2 separate regions of the Mus musculus genome follow, and region 1 is linked to region 2. The links are chromatin contacts, called in public Hi-C maps. All regions are on one chromosome and are shown on one strand. The core of a region is the stretch at or near the end of the contact, and the rest is flanking DNA. Distances in the headings are between cores, read along the strand shown.

Region 1 (2,782 bases), core at 228-2,727, 150 kb before region 2:
TTGCCCTTTGTTGCCTCCCAGAACCTCAAGGTAAGTATTGCTGAAGAGACCACACACTTTGGGTATAATAATTGGAGGAAGAAAGCTGAAATTGACCTGGAAGCCTTCCCCTTAAAACTAACTCTCACAGCACCTGAGGGGCTATGTAAATTGCCAAGGGAAAAAAGTAATGCAAACCTACCCACCGGAAAGACTCCAAACCACAACAGCAAAGCATGATATTCTCAAGGGTACAGTAGTGGCATTTGTATCTTAGGGGTCACCAACAGCTACCTATTGGATTTAAGGCCGACTCTGAGGGAATTGATGCCTGGTGCAGTAAACCTAGCCATCTAAGCATGGCCAGTGAAGTCAGGACCACAGAGGAGACCCTACCACTGCCATAATCTTAAACCAATATAATCCCCGGCTTCATTCTAAATATCTATCCTTACCTCCACAGGTAACTGTGTTTCTAACCTCTTATCAAAGATGTTTCTTTTTTTTACAACAGATAGAGACAATCACAGAAATCCACAACATGTCAAAATGTAAAGAATAAGTAACTGTGGAGATCTTAACCCCCAAATGTTATTATACATTTACAACACAACCTCTACACCCAAGCCTCAGAGGACATGGTGGAGGATTGTAAGAGACAGAGGACCAGGACATCTGCTGTGAGGTAGTGTCTTAAGCTACATTTATAAAATGTTAACAACACGGTCACCTAAAGAAGACCTGTACAATGAAAATGCCAGTTGATGTACCAACACGAATGTGGGAACTCTCACAAGGCCTCACCACTAGAAGAAGAGCTACAAGCAAATAATGGCTACTAAAAGAGAAAGAATCAGATTTCTCAAGGACAAGCTACCTGATACATTATTCAATCCCAATTTGTCATCTCTAAATAAATATGTACTAAATGAATTCAGCAGGATCTATCATCTATTTATCTGTCTATCTGTAACAATAATAATCAAAGAACAGGTCAGAAAGTTGAGAGGGAGTAGGAGGGGATAGGAGAAGAGTTGGAGAGGGGAGAGTGAGTGGAAATGTTATAAATGTATTTCATGTATACAATTCTCAAAAATAACAATAAAATAAATGTTAAAAAATACCATGATTTATGTTTCCATAAAAAGAATATGTAAAATTGTCTATTCCCTTAACTAGGTAAGATAGAATTTTAAATGTTTCTTTAATCTCAATCCTGAAAAGCATGATTCATTGTTAATTTGGTTGTTCTTCATGGTTGTGGTCAGAGAGATGTGGATCGAGAAAGAAAGGGGCACAGGGTCTTATCTCATCTTTGTTTTCTGTCATGAGAGAGAAAGAGAAGCTGTGGTAGGCATCAGGACTTAGGAAGACACGTAGGTCAGGGGCAGAAGAGAGAGGTGACTGATGGGAAGTGGTGAGTCACACCTGGAGGGGGACTTTGCTAACAGAGAAGCAGATAGCTCTGCAGGCATGCAGCTGCTGTTCTGCGGAAGGCTCTGGAGACAGGAGTGGGCCTGAATGCTTCTGACCATGACTCAGGCCAGGAGCATGGGCAATAGTCCCACCACTTGGCATCTCTTTGTCTTGGCAGCATGGATCATAGAAATGATACTCATAACACCACCAACAATTTTCTACTGCTGTAAAATTTTAACACACCGTTTCTAACAAAACAGTATATATTGTTGCAAATTGAAATAAAAATAGCTGTAGCATGTGACAGTCCTCACTATGGAAATTCTTTTATTTGTTTACTTGTTGGCAATTTCACTCACATATATAATGTGTTTTTACCATATGCATTGCCAATTATCCAATAAGTAAAATTTAAATGATCTATGTCTGAAGGAGAGTGGGTAGAAGAAAGATGCTGGGATTTACTCTCTTAATCCACAGACCTTGGCTCTGTGGCTTTATTTTCCATCTGTTCTAAAACTGCTCCTCCAAACCAGCCAGCCCTGTCCTTGCCAACCTTGGAGATGTGTCTTATACACAAGCTCATCTACTCCCAAGACCAGCCACTTGGTGCTAAACCTGTCTCTCTATGTGCTTTTGGTGAGTGAGGACTGTCCTGAAAAAACTGTACTAGACCCTCTCCAGAGCTAACCTCGCACACATTATCAGACTGGAAGTCTAGCTGTCTTGTGTATAAAAAAATTGGCTCTTGGTGTTTCCACTTCTAACCTGCAAAGAGCAGATACCCAGACATGGATAAAGTATCAACACCATGACACCCTGTCTAACCAACAAACCAAACCAGCCTTTTGTACACCAAGCCTGCCTCTAGTCTTTCCTGGGTGAGGCATTCTGGCTCTGTAGGGGAAGCCATCCTCTTCTGCAAACCAAACTACACTTACCTGGGACATGCTGACTAGACTTGGCCTGTGACTAGTCAGGCCTAGGATGAGCTAGGGGTGAGTCCAAGGTAAGTCAGAACAAACGCCCCATCATGTCTACCCCACCTGAAGTTTGTGTGTTAACCTGGTGCTGACCTCTTCTGAGCTCACAGATCTGGATGTCACATTGTCACCAGAAAAGCAGCGTGGAAAAGTGCTCCGAATAAAATTCTCTCACCATCACAGACTTGGGAGGCAGACCAGCAATTAGAGGAAGAAGGTTCCTGTTTTCTCCCATCTCATGGTTCTCACCACACAGGATCTACAGTGACCTCACATCCACCCCCTATGCCTCCCCCATAGGACCTGCTGCTATTGAGTAGTGACCTTGGTTTCCATGTTTCCATGCACAGGAGCTGATTGCTGAGCTGGGAAGAACCTTGCCTCTGATCTACAGCAGCCTA
Region 2 (2,812 bases), core at 44-2,543:
GAAATCAGAGAATGATGTTCAGGATGGGGGAGTGAGCCCACTAGAACCAAGGAGGAGTGTGCCCGAGTACTGAGAGTGGTATAGCCTCAGCCCCAAGACTCCTGTATACCCATTGAGACTTTCATAGCCTTAGTCTGTACTGTGTTGCTATAACAAAATAGTTGAGATTAACAACCTTATAAAGAAAAGAGGTTTATTTGTCTCTCAGTTCTGATAGCTGGGAAGCCCAGACAACATCATCATCAGTATCTAGGAAGGGCTTATGGGAACAACACAGAATGGAAGAGAATGGAAGGGGAAATGGCAGAGTATAAGAGAAATAGATATATGTGGTGGTCTTGCTTTATATCCCAGTGTCATGAGAATTATCCCAGTCTTATAAGACCTGGCCCACTCCCACCAGACAGCATTAACCCTTCCATGAGAATGGAGCTGCCCCCGCCACCACCACCACCACCACCTACCTTCCACAAGGCCCCATCCATTACACATTGTCCCACCTCAATATGCACTGAGGGCCAAGCTTCCGCAGCACCGGTAACAAAGCTGATGCACTGATGGGGGATGAGCAGGTAAAGCAGCTGGTGGATCCACCAGCTGTCTCTGGCAGACTGCAACAAAGAAGCCTGAGTATCCTAAGCAGTATATCTGCACACCGTGGTTAGAAAGAGAGTAAGAACTGATTGTGGCAGAGGCTGTGGGGCCCACCTGTTTCCCTCAGATCTCCGGTTTGCACAGGCCCACTCCTAAGTGCCTGCCTGCATCTCTTACCCACAGGCTTCCGTAACTTACTCCTTTTTGCAGCCCATCCAAAATGCAGTCCATATAAGTGGGGAAATTTAATTAGTGAAGAAATCAGCTAGAGAATGATGGAGATGAGTGTTAGGTACCCACATCCCTCACCATTGGTGGGAAAACCCAAAACTCCCCTTAGGGGTTAAGCCTCAGTTTCTCACATTAGCAACTGACTTACCAGTCAGCAGCTACCCAAGGTGTTTCACTATCAGGCTAAACGCTTGCACTTGAACCCTGTCCTATCTCAGAGCTTGCTTCTGAGAAAACTCAAAGTAAGTCAGACCTCAAGGGAAGCAGAAGGAAATTGTTGGGGCTGGAAGCCTGCCTTTGAATCCCAGCCCCTTCGGGTGTGAGAAATTCCCTGTTCCAGGAAGACTCTGCAAAAGTCAGTTGTGCATAAATTAAAGTATCAATGTCTGCAGTAAGACTGGGACAGCACTAAAACATGGCATGCTGTCCACATATCTGAATAAAACCAGGCTGGCAACAACCACTGGACAACATAGTCCACTGATGTGTCAGCCACTGCTAAACAGAAAAAAATGCAGTCTGAGTCAGAATGGCATTTCCAGCATTTGGCTTGACTTTGCAGCCATTGAGGGATGCTATCCTTGAGGGTGCTCTTCCTGCAGGACAGGATCCTTCCTTCGGGCATTTTCCAGGGACTGCCTAACCCTTCTGCAGGGGGAAATAAGCCTTGCTGAGCCCTGGTACCCATAACCCCGCCGTATTTCAGCTACTGTTTCTGACCGCTCTCTAGATACAGTCAGTAAGTCCTTTCCCAAGTCTGTGGTACCTCTCTGAAAAGCCACAGGGCAGGGGAGGGATAAGTAGGGGTGGGTGAGTGGGTAGGTGGGTTGTTTGGTGGGTTAGTTTGCTTGCTGTTCTAAGAATTGAACCTGGGGCTCTCAAATGCTGCATGAGTTCTCTAGTACTGATCTATATTATCTCTACCCCAACACATTTAGATTAAAATCCTGCTAAGCACTGAGCCCTGAAATTTATGAATCCCATCCAGAGAATTATTATTGTCTCCAGCTCACAGAAAAAGAAAGTGAGGCTTTCAGTGGCCAAGTAGCTTGCCAGGGGCAGCATGAGCAGGTGGGAAAAGGCTGGGCTGTGTGGTGGGTACTGTCCTCTCCTTCCACCATCTCTTAGCATCAGGAACTGTTTCTCCATGTGGGTAGTAGGTGATATGCAAGGGTCTCTGCCATATTGGGGTAAATCAGGGGGAGAATTTGTCAGAGAATGCCATGCCTGGCCTTCTCTGTCTCTCAGATCTGCAGGCTTTGTCCAGAGTGACGCTTGTGCTGAGGATGAGATAGGTGAGAGGTGACCTCTAGGCAGCACCTTTGCACTCAGTCTCCTTCCCCTGAGAACGGCTTCCTTGGAGTCCGTATTGGGGATACTAATGGAGATATTTGTGGAAAACCAGGTCTTAGTGCCCGTTTGCACTTGTCTGGTGTTCTGTTCCCCCACCTAAAACCATCCCAGCTTTTCCTCAACACTTTCCCGGGCACAGCCCTACAGGGCTACATTTTGACAGCCATGGGTATTGTGCTCTGAACTGGGTCTCTCACCAGCTTAAAAATAACCAGAGCTCTAACTCCCCCACTGAAGGAAAGCTGTGCCTTAATTCAAGGTCCTCCATTATGGAGCCTAGATGAGATGTGAGCTCACCCTACAGGATAGCCACAGGCTCCGTGCCTGTCCCATCCTGCCTAAGTCTGAGATGGTTGGAAGCTGTCGCTGAGCCTACGATCAGCCCTGTGCCCCATTGGTAGTCACACTGTCACCCAGAGCCAGCACCACAGTTTCACGACTCCTCTACAGTACCGAGCACTGAGCAAACCTCTCCCTTTCTGTGCTTAGGCAGTAGAGTACACTGCAGAGACTGAGTGCTGTAAAATGCTGTACAAAAGATTGCTAATGAACTCATTTTGCTGGAAAAGGTTGTCAAAATATTTTTACGTGAGACTTGTAGCAGAATCGTACTTCCACATCAACGTCTTAAAGA

Evidence for each region. Hi-C and Micro-C count contacts between places; a contact is called where the count stands out from the background.
Region 1: a contact with region 2 is called in a Hi-C map of muscle stem cells, with 1.7 times the contacts expected there. The contact joins two enhancer-like sites. A contact is called at or near these places in 1 of 15 datasets of contacts at CTCF or cohesin (the NIH/3T3 cell line), 1 of 484 Hi-C or Micro-C datasets (muscle stem cells) and 1 of 115 datasets of contacts at active chromatin or transcription factors (the NIH/3T3 cell line).

What each region holds. Positions count from the first base shown.
Region 1 is chr2:131,695,211-131,697,992 of GRCm38.p6, reverse strand. No RefSeq gene overlaps it. Among named protein-coding and RNA genes, the nearest start is that of Gm30986, 44 kb to the left of the region's middle. Within about 2 kb of position 1,477, at least 26 of the 459 cell types and tissues checked have an H3K27ac peak or open chromatin away from gene starts, as enhancers often do. A contact at or near this core is called in the NIH/3T3 cell line and muscle stem cells, where this site is marked.
Region 2 is chr2:131,547,037-131,549,848 of GRCm38.p6, reverse strand. All of the region lies in intron 1 of Adra1d (adrenergic receptor, alpha 1d), which reads left to right. All of the region lies in intron 1 of Gm39938 (a long non-coding RNA gene), which reads right to left. Among named protein-coding and RNA genes, the nearest start is that of Gm39938, 10 kb to the right of the region's middle. Within about 2 kb of position 1,293, at least 49 of the 459 cell types and tissues checked have an H3K27ac peak or open chromatin away from gene starts, as enhancers often do. A contact at or near this core is called in the NIH/3T3 cell line and muscle stem cells, where this site is marked.